Linked DNA regions of Hordeum vulgare: region 1 is linked to region 2. A link is a contact called in public Hi-C data. All regions are on one chromosome and are shown on one strand. Each heading gives the region's core, a stretch centred on a gene start, on an enhancer-like site or on the middle of the called end of the contact. The rest is flanking DNA. Distances are from core to core; before and after follow the strand shown. Region 1 holds the start of LOC123426843 (putative lipoxygenase 5). Region 2 has its middle 55 kb from the start of LOC123430342.

The links. Hi-C and Micro-C count contacts between places; a contact is called where the count stands out from the background.
Region 1: a contact with region 2 is called in a Hi-C map of seedling, with 2.3 times the contacts expected there. The contact joins the promoter of LOC123426843 here to the enhancer-like site in region 2. A contact is called at or near these places in 2 of 6 Hi-C or Micro-C datasets (leaf and seedling).

What each region holds. Positions count from the first base shown.
Region 1 is chr2H:500,326,951-500,331,309 of MorexV3_pseudomolecules_assembly, reverse strand. LOC123426843 (putative lipoxygenase 5) reads right to left here and starts at 2,042. Exons shown (of 7, transcript XM_045110740.1): 1 at 1,242-2,042; 2 at 362-880; 3 at 1-112. The coding sequence starts at 1,614.
Region 2 is chr2H:499,829,105-499,832,927 of MorexV3_pseudomolecules_assembly, reverse strand. No RefSeq gene overlaps it. Among protein-coding and RNA genes, the nearest start is that of LOC123430342, 55 kb to the right of the region's middle. Within about 2 kb of position 1,792, at least 1 of the 3 cell types and tissues checked has open chromatin away from gene starts, as enhancers often do. A contact at or near this core is called in seedling, where this site is marked.

The DNA of each region.
Region 1 (4,359 bases), core at 793-3,292, 500 kb before region 2:
AGCGCCTTGATGGCGCCCTCGGACAGCATCTCGTTCTTGCCCTCCTCGAACTCCTCGTCCCGCGACACGTAGATGGGCTCCGGGTACTCCACCCTGCTCTCCGCGCCCTCGTCTGCAGTGCACCAAACCAAACGCAACGGCCAAGTCAACGTCAGTGACGATCGGGTGGTTCGGGTACGAAAGCAACGCGCCGGAGCCGGACCGACGGTTTCGCTCCCGCCATGTCGGGGAGGACACTGTTGCTATCGCAGAATTTATTGGATGGATGGATGGATCGGTCGAGTCGATGCCGACGGTGGTGCCAAGGCAAAGGCGGCCCAAGGAGAAGAGAAGAGGAAAAGAAGAATGGAGAGCGGCTTGCCTGTGACGGTGCTTGGCCGGGCCGTCCGCATCCGGCGCGGGTACGGCAGCTTGTCGCCGCCGAGGACGGGGCGCTCGAACCCGGCGCCCTTGTCCGGGTTGCCCAGGTCGTTGTACACGTCGTAGTCGTAGGCCCGGTCGGTGGTCTTCCGCACGCCGGTGCCGCTGCCGCGCAGCTCCTTGAGCTCCCGACGCCGGACGTCCCTCAGCCCCGGCGGCGTCTGGGACGGCAGGTAGGGCTTGTTGGTGAAGAAGACCCGCGGGGCAGGGTCGATGCGGCTGGGCTGGACCCACGAGTTGCAGGTGAAGTGCGCCGGGCCGGACGGGAAGCCCTCCACCAGGATGCTCTCGATGAAGAACTCACGCTGGTGCCGGTTGAGCACGGTGACGGCGCCCGGCTCGCCGAAGGCGGCGTCGACGGTGAACTCCGCCGTGTACACCACCAGTTCCGCCTTGACGTCCCGTTTCTCGAACCACCCCACCAGCCCCGACTTGTTGCTCTTCTTGGGGTCTCCCTTTCCTGGCAACAGCAGAAAAGCCAACAAGATCCGCTCAGCTCAAACTCAATGCGTGCTCCCGTTCCAATGATTCGCTCTGATTTTGATACTACTCGAGACAAGCATGCCACATGTGAGAAGAGAAGAAGAAAAATCAAATCGACAAGCAGAGGCTACGGGGTTGGTGGCCGTGCGCTCGGCTTCCATGTGGACGCGCGCACGCGCAGGTCAAGAGACACCAGCTGGAATATTCTCGTCCCTGGAGTGGAGCTGAAGCGGCGAACGGAAAGCGGAGGAAAAGCTGAATTCAAAGATGCAGCCCGACGGCCACGGAATTCAAACGCAGCAAGGAAGCTTCGCGGCGGGGACGGGGGGGGGGCTTACTTGGGTCCGTCTCGGTGCTGATGAGCTCGAGCAGGACGCTCCGGCCGACCCTGTCGGCGTAGGCGTCCATCTGCTCGGCGACCTGCTCCTTGACCTCCACCTTCCGCTTCCGGCGCACGGTGACCACGGCCCTCGCCGCCACGCTCTGCGGGTGCGCCTCCGGCCGGGCCACCCTCTCGGCCGGCGCCGAGGTGAGGACGACCCGCTCGGCGAGGGCGCCCACCGGCGCCTTGGACCGCACCGTCCTCCTCGAGGGCCTCCCGCCCAGGCTCGCGAAGCAGAGCCCGCGCTCCCGGCCGCCGCGATGCGCCGCGGTGCTGGCAGAGCCTGCCGCCTGCAAGAAGGATCTCCCCAGCAGCTCCATCGGCGGCATGACCGTAGAAAGAAGCTCCCCTCCCTCGTCGGCGCAGATTAGCAAGGTTAAGATCGCTCGCCGGGGACGAAATGGGTCAGAGCGGCTGGCCGGGCAGGGGGATATGTTTCTCGCTCTGGATCTTGGACGGTTGGACCGGACACCAGTAGCAGCCCCCCTGTTTTCTTTTGTGCTGCCTTTCTCTCTCGTAGTGGGACTGGGAGCGCATTATATATAGGCGCTGGCGGGAGGAGGGCGAAGGGTAGCTAAGCCAGAGGCAGAGGGAGGCCGAGCGCCCGAGCGGAGCGCGCGGTCGCCCGAGGGAAAGAAACCACGAGCGCGATGTGGAATCCCCGCGCCGGCCACACGTGTTCCATACATCCTACGCGAATAGAAAACGGCGGGCGAGCGAGCTGCGGGGCCGAGGCTTCGACGCAGGTGAGGTGCCGGTGCTGGTGCTGGTGCCGGTGAGCGCGGGGGATGGGCTTTTGTGGCTTGATGATTCGGACAACAAAGCCCCGGGTACACCCCCAATAAAACCCAGGGGGGCGAGCGGGGCCGTGGGGTGGTTCGCCCGGCGGACCCACCGAACTGTTTCATAGTTTTGATTGGTGCGCGTAGATGTAGGTGCATCTCAATGGAAACCGGTTGAATGCCGACAATTCGACGAGGTGGTACGCCAAAGCATCAATCCTGGCGGTACTTGCATAACAAAGCGGTTAATCATGTGGATTGTCAAAAAAAAGAAAGAGCGGTTAATCATGTGAATCAGAAAAGCGCGATTCACTTTCTTGCATGCATTCTCGTAAAATTTAACTAGACATGATCCAACCTTTTGGCTCCTCCCTCCTCCTTGGCTTTCTCTCGGCTACAGAGCCATATCGTGGCTTTGCCACCGGGTGGGCCTACGTCATCTTACATTATGGAAGCTAAGAGCTTACACAATAGTAATATATGAATACAGATGCCTCATGATAAAAAATAGCTTACATATCAATATTGATTTTTTTTTCTCTCCAATGCAAGGTGTGTGCCTCGTCAAAGAATAAAAAAATCAAGACTCTAATACATGTATCTCTACTTTTCACTCTAACTTTTTTAGCTTTTTACATCAGACCATACATTTTCTCTTCAAGCACCCGCCTCCTGCATAGGATCCCGCTTCCTTATGTGTGACGTCCTCGTTTTAATCGTACGCTAATCATAGACGCAAATGCGTACGATCAAACCCAAGGACTCACGGGAAGATATCACAACACAACTCTAGACACAAATAAAATAATACAAGCTTCATATTACAAGCCAGGGGCCTCGAGGGCTAGAATACAGAAGCTCGATAAACAAACGAGTCAGCGGAAGCAACATATCTGATTACAGACATAAAACATGGGGTGCCTTAGAGAAGGCTAGCACAAAAGAAACACGATCGAACGAGGGGAGGCCTCCTGCCTGGGAACCTACTAAACTACTCCTGGTCTTCAGCGGCCTCCATGAAGAAGACATCATCGGGATGGCGGACATCGGCAGGAAACTCCACTCCTGGGCTCCATCATCTGGACGCAGCAACGGATCAAGGGGAGCAAAGCAACGGTGAGTACTCATCCAAAGTACTCGCAAGACTTACATCAGAACTATGCTAAGTATGCATCATTATCAAAGAAGGGGGTTGGTTATATGTGGACTGAGGGCAGCAATGCAAGAATAGAGAGAGAAGGCCTACTCCTATCGAAGACTAGCATCTTCAGGGTCTTGCAGCAATAGACGAGAGTAGAACAGGTGTAACACAATTAATAATCATATTGTTGCAGCAATATTAAAATGAGGTCACGCCCACAGATCCTCCCTCGACTCCCTGTGAGGAAGCAATCCCGGGGCAACTAAAATCCAGTTAAGTAACAATTGTAGATGTATACGATCAGGGCACAACTCCAAGTCGTCCTGTAACCGTGGACACGGCTATTCGAATACTTAAATTTCATCCGTGCAAGGGTGCACCACATTTCCCGTCACGCTCGATAACACTCTGGCCGGACACACTTTTCTAGGTCATGCCCGACCTCGGAATATCGACACGACGCAGCCCCACCTAAGACTCAACAGAGAGGCCGGCCCGCCGGTCTAACTCCTAAGCACAAAGGGTTCGTGGGCCCAATTCCCCTTCGCGCTCCTGCACGATGCGTGGGCGGCCGACGTCAGTGTTGGAATTATGCCCTAGAGGCAATAATAAATATATAATTATTATTATAATTCCTGTATCAAGATAATAGTTTATTATCCATGCTATAATTGTATTGAATGAAGACTCATTTACATGTGTGGATACATAGACGAAACACCGTCCCTAGCATGCCTCTAGTTGGCTAGCCAGTTGATCGATGATAGTCAGTGTCTTCTGATTATGAACAAGATGTTGTTACTTGATAACTGGATCACGTCATTGGGAGAATCACGTAATGGACTAGACCCAAACTAATAGACGTAGCATGTTGATCGTGTCATTTTGTTGCTACTGTTTTCTGCGTGTCAAGTATTTATTCCTATGACCATGAGATCATATAACTCACTGACACCGGAGGAATGCTTTCTGTGTATCAAACGTCGCAACGTAACTGGGTGGCTATAAAGATGCTCTACAGGTATCTCCGAAGGTGTTAGTTGAGTTAGTATGGATCAAGACTGGGATTTGTCACTCCGTATGACGGAGAGGTATCTCGGGGCCCACTCGGTAATACAACATCACACATAAGCCTTGCAAGCAATGTGACT
Region 2 (3,823 bases), core at 543-3,042:
GGCGGCCGAGCAGGGAGCGGACAGCGACGTGCGACGCGGGACGGAGATGGATGGAGCTGGGCAGTGACGTGTAGTGCGGGCAAGGGGAGGGCAACGTCGGCGTGCGGTGCGGGTGGGGGCGGGCGGAGCGGAGGTGGATGGGGCCGGGGCGGGGCTGAGGCGGACTGCGTCAGGGAGCTGCAGAGGGCGGTGGCGGGGTGGCCGCGAGAAGCCCTTCGACGGGGGAGGCGACGCGGGCGAGGGCCGCATAGGCGATTTGGAGCGGTGGCGGCGAGGACGACAACGATTTGGGCGGTGCCGACGATGATTTCCGGTGGCTGGTGCTCGGGCGGGTGCGCGGTCGCGAGCATGCAGGAAAATGAATGGACGTTTGGTGGTTTCACAGACGGCCGCGGTTTTACATCGGATGTATCTCGTGATGCAAATTTGCATCACGAAGTGTTGTATTTTACATCTTTGGGATGCGGTGGTCTATTTTTTTTACATATGGACCATCTGTTGGACCAGCGTTTTTTTCTCTCGAAGATCCAAAAGTTAGGTATATTTACGTATGGACCGTCTATTGGAGATCCTTTAAGACTTGTCTTCATGCAAAATATTTATGAGCTCATGTTAGATAATGATAGTGTGTAAACAATGCTTCTGCTAGTCCTAAACATGTAGTAACATTCGACCATTTACTTTAAATTCAGACATGACACTTTCTCTAATAGAGCAAGATGATGCCTTGTAAGTTGTTACGGAAATTTTTTGTAACATTTTTTAGTGAGATCCACCACATGAAACATGAATATTTTGAGTAGTAATATAAGAGCTAAAACTAATAAGGAGTGCATATACTTTATTGTCTTTTATTATTATATAGTTGTAAAACATTTATTAAATATAAATAACATAATGAAATGAAAATTATTATGTATGATTGTTTGTTGAGGTCAATCTTTTTCTATATATGCTGCATGACGTTGTGGCATGCTTGCATGTTGAAAAAAATTGGTTTGCGAGAGTGGACCATTTTCCATGCATATTATGTGATGAGGTGACATGTTTACATATTACGAAAAATATATTAATGTGGGCTAGATATTTAGATATAGAAGATTAGCTATACCATTCGTGTACTTGCCCCTAAAGTAGGCAACTCGGCAAATCACACAATGCTTTAAGAAAAATACTGACCTTTTACACTATCATAGTGTCAAAAATGACCTTACATTATGGGATGGATGGAGTGCCTTAGAAAAAACTCTTAATCTTGTTCCAAAAAAGAACTCTTAATAATACAATTTTCAGTTACTTGATCCCTGGCTCTAATTCCAAGATAATGTAACATCCCAAATTTCATTTTGGCATGTTATATATTAGCTATGTATCATCCTCATCATTTGTCATGCATTTGAATTTTCTATTCTAGAATTTTTGGCTTTATTGGTTTTTATCCAAATTACATTTCAGCTAAAAAAGAATATATATGAGACAGGTTAAAATGACTACCTCCAAAGGGAAAATAGTGGGAAAATATTTTGGTGTTTTAAAAAATCCTTTCGAATTGTTTTTATGTATTAAAATGCGTGTGCAAATTTTATAAGTAATTGTTTATCTGATTTTAAAAAACTAAAACTTTTACATGAATTCTTACAACATCTGTTATTTATGTAAAAAATGACATTTTTATAAAATGTTTTGTTTATGATTGAAGGAATTTTTAAACCGCTGTTCCAAGTAGGCAACGCCGGCGCTTGGCTAGCCGCCCAGCAGGCCAAGCCAGGCAGCGCTAGCGCCCCAGACTTGCTCGCCCACTCTCCTCACGAGCGCCGGGAGGAAGCAACTAGTTAGCGACCCTTCCAGCGATCGCTCCCGCGCGTCGCCACTTGACGCGTTTCCAGCAGCCGTCACGTGCCGCGCTCTCATTGTTTTTTTTGAATTTTTATTATTTTTTCGCACGTGTTTTCGTCTTTTTTGAGTGATTTTTTCCCAAATTTGTTTGGTGTTATGGTTTTTCACCTGTCTTTCGTAACTTTTCGACAAAAAAATACAATATTTTCATGAAAAAAAAATTACATGAAAAAACTCGTTTTCTATTTTTTTCGAGAGGCATGATTTTGCTTCAACAGGAGGCACGGTTTTGGTTTCGCGAGAGGCACGACCGTGCCTTTCAGAAATAAATAAAAACATGTTTTCTTTTTTTTTTACAAGAGACACGGTTTTGCTTTCACGAAAGGCTCAGTTTTGCCTTCAAGAGAGGTACGCCCTTGCCTTTCGGGAAGTAAAAAAACATGGTTTCTGTTTTTTACGAGAGGCACGGTTTTGATTCCGCGAAAGGCACGATTTTGTCTTCAATGGAGGCACGCTCGTGCCTCTTCCAAAGGAAAAAAATCTAGTTTTCTATTTCTTTTGTGAGAGGCACGGTTTTGCTTCCGCGAAAGGAACGGTTTTGTCTTTCCGAGATGCACGCCCGTGTCTCTTCCGAAAAGGGGAAAACGCGTTTTTTGCTCTCTTTTTTCCGCGAGTGGCACGTTGTTGCTTCCGCGAGAGGCACGGTTTTGCCTTCGCAAGAAGTACGACCCGTGCCTCTTGGAAAGGAAAAAGAACCGTGTTTTCTAAAAAAAATCTATCGCATGAGACACGGTTTTTTTGTCCTGTTTTTTTCTTTCGGTTTCTTCACAAAAAAAAGTTCATCAAAACCTATCAATGTGGGATCTAGTTTTGAAGATCTCGACGTGAGAAAGTCAACGGTGAAAACGGTTCGGGATTTGAACACACGGTTTAGGAGATAAAACGTTTTGAAAATACAGATCTACGAAAAAAGAAAAAACTTCCACGTTGCGACAAGTAATACGCATGCAGTGCGTTATTTGTCACAACCTGTAAAGATGGAAGTAATCGTTGGAAAGGTCTTTTCCTAACTAGTGATTTCGGCGCCACGACGACCAGCAGGCAGGTTATCACTCGTTCGCACAAAAGCGAACAAACTGACGATCAAAATGGTCCGGCTCAATTACAAGAGAACGCCCAAACTACATTGTATGGTTTTGGAACCCTTATAAAAGGTTCCTAACCAGTCTTGAGTACCTTCTAGAAGGATCTTAAACTAGTATTTACAGTATTTTTTCTATTTTTTTTCTTTTCTTAGTGTATTCATTTTTTCCTTTTTCTAATTATTTTAATACTTTTCTTTTTTCGTATTTCTTTTATTTATTTATTTTTTATTCCCTTTTTGGTTTTCTAAATTTTAAAAAACTTTAAAATGTTCAGAAGCTAGAAAATGTGTAGTTTTTAAAAATATTCTAATTTATACGAGAACAATACTTTTACTGAAAAAAATCCACCATTCTTAATGTTCCCCTTTTCAAAAAAAGTTTCTTTTTTTCAAACGGGGATATTTTTCGGAAAATCATGCAGTTTTTGAATATTAGTTTTTTATTGAAACACAAACATTTTTGAAAATTTGTGAAAAAATTTGTAAACATGATAATCTTTTGAACTTATCTACACTTTTTGAAACATGGCCATTTTTTGAACTTACGTACATTTTTTGAAAAGTCAAAAAAATTTAGAAAATGAAGAATATTTTTTAAAAATCCTGAACATTTTCAAATCATGAACAATTTTAGAATTGATGAACAAAATCCTGTACATTTTCAAATCATGAACAATTTTAGAATTGATGAACAAAGTTCGAACAGTTTTCAATTTGTGAACAATTTTTGAAAAAGGAGAGAAACATTTTTCATAAAATAGGAACATTTTTTCACAAATTTATGTAAACTTTTGTTCATGAATTCTTGATTCCTGATTATTTTTTAAGCACAAAAATTCAAAT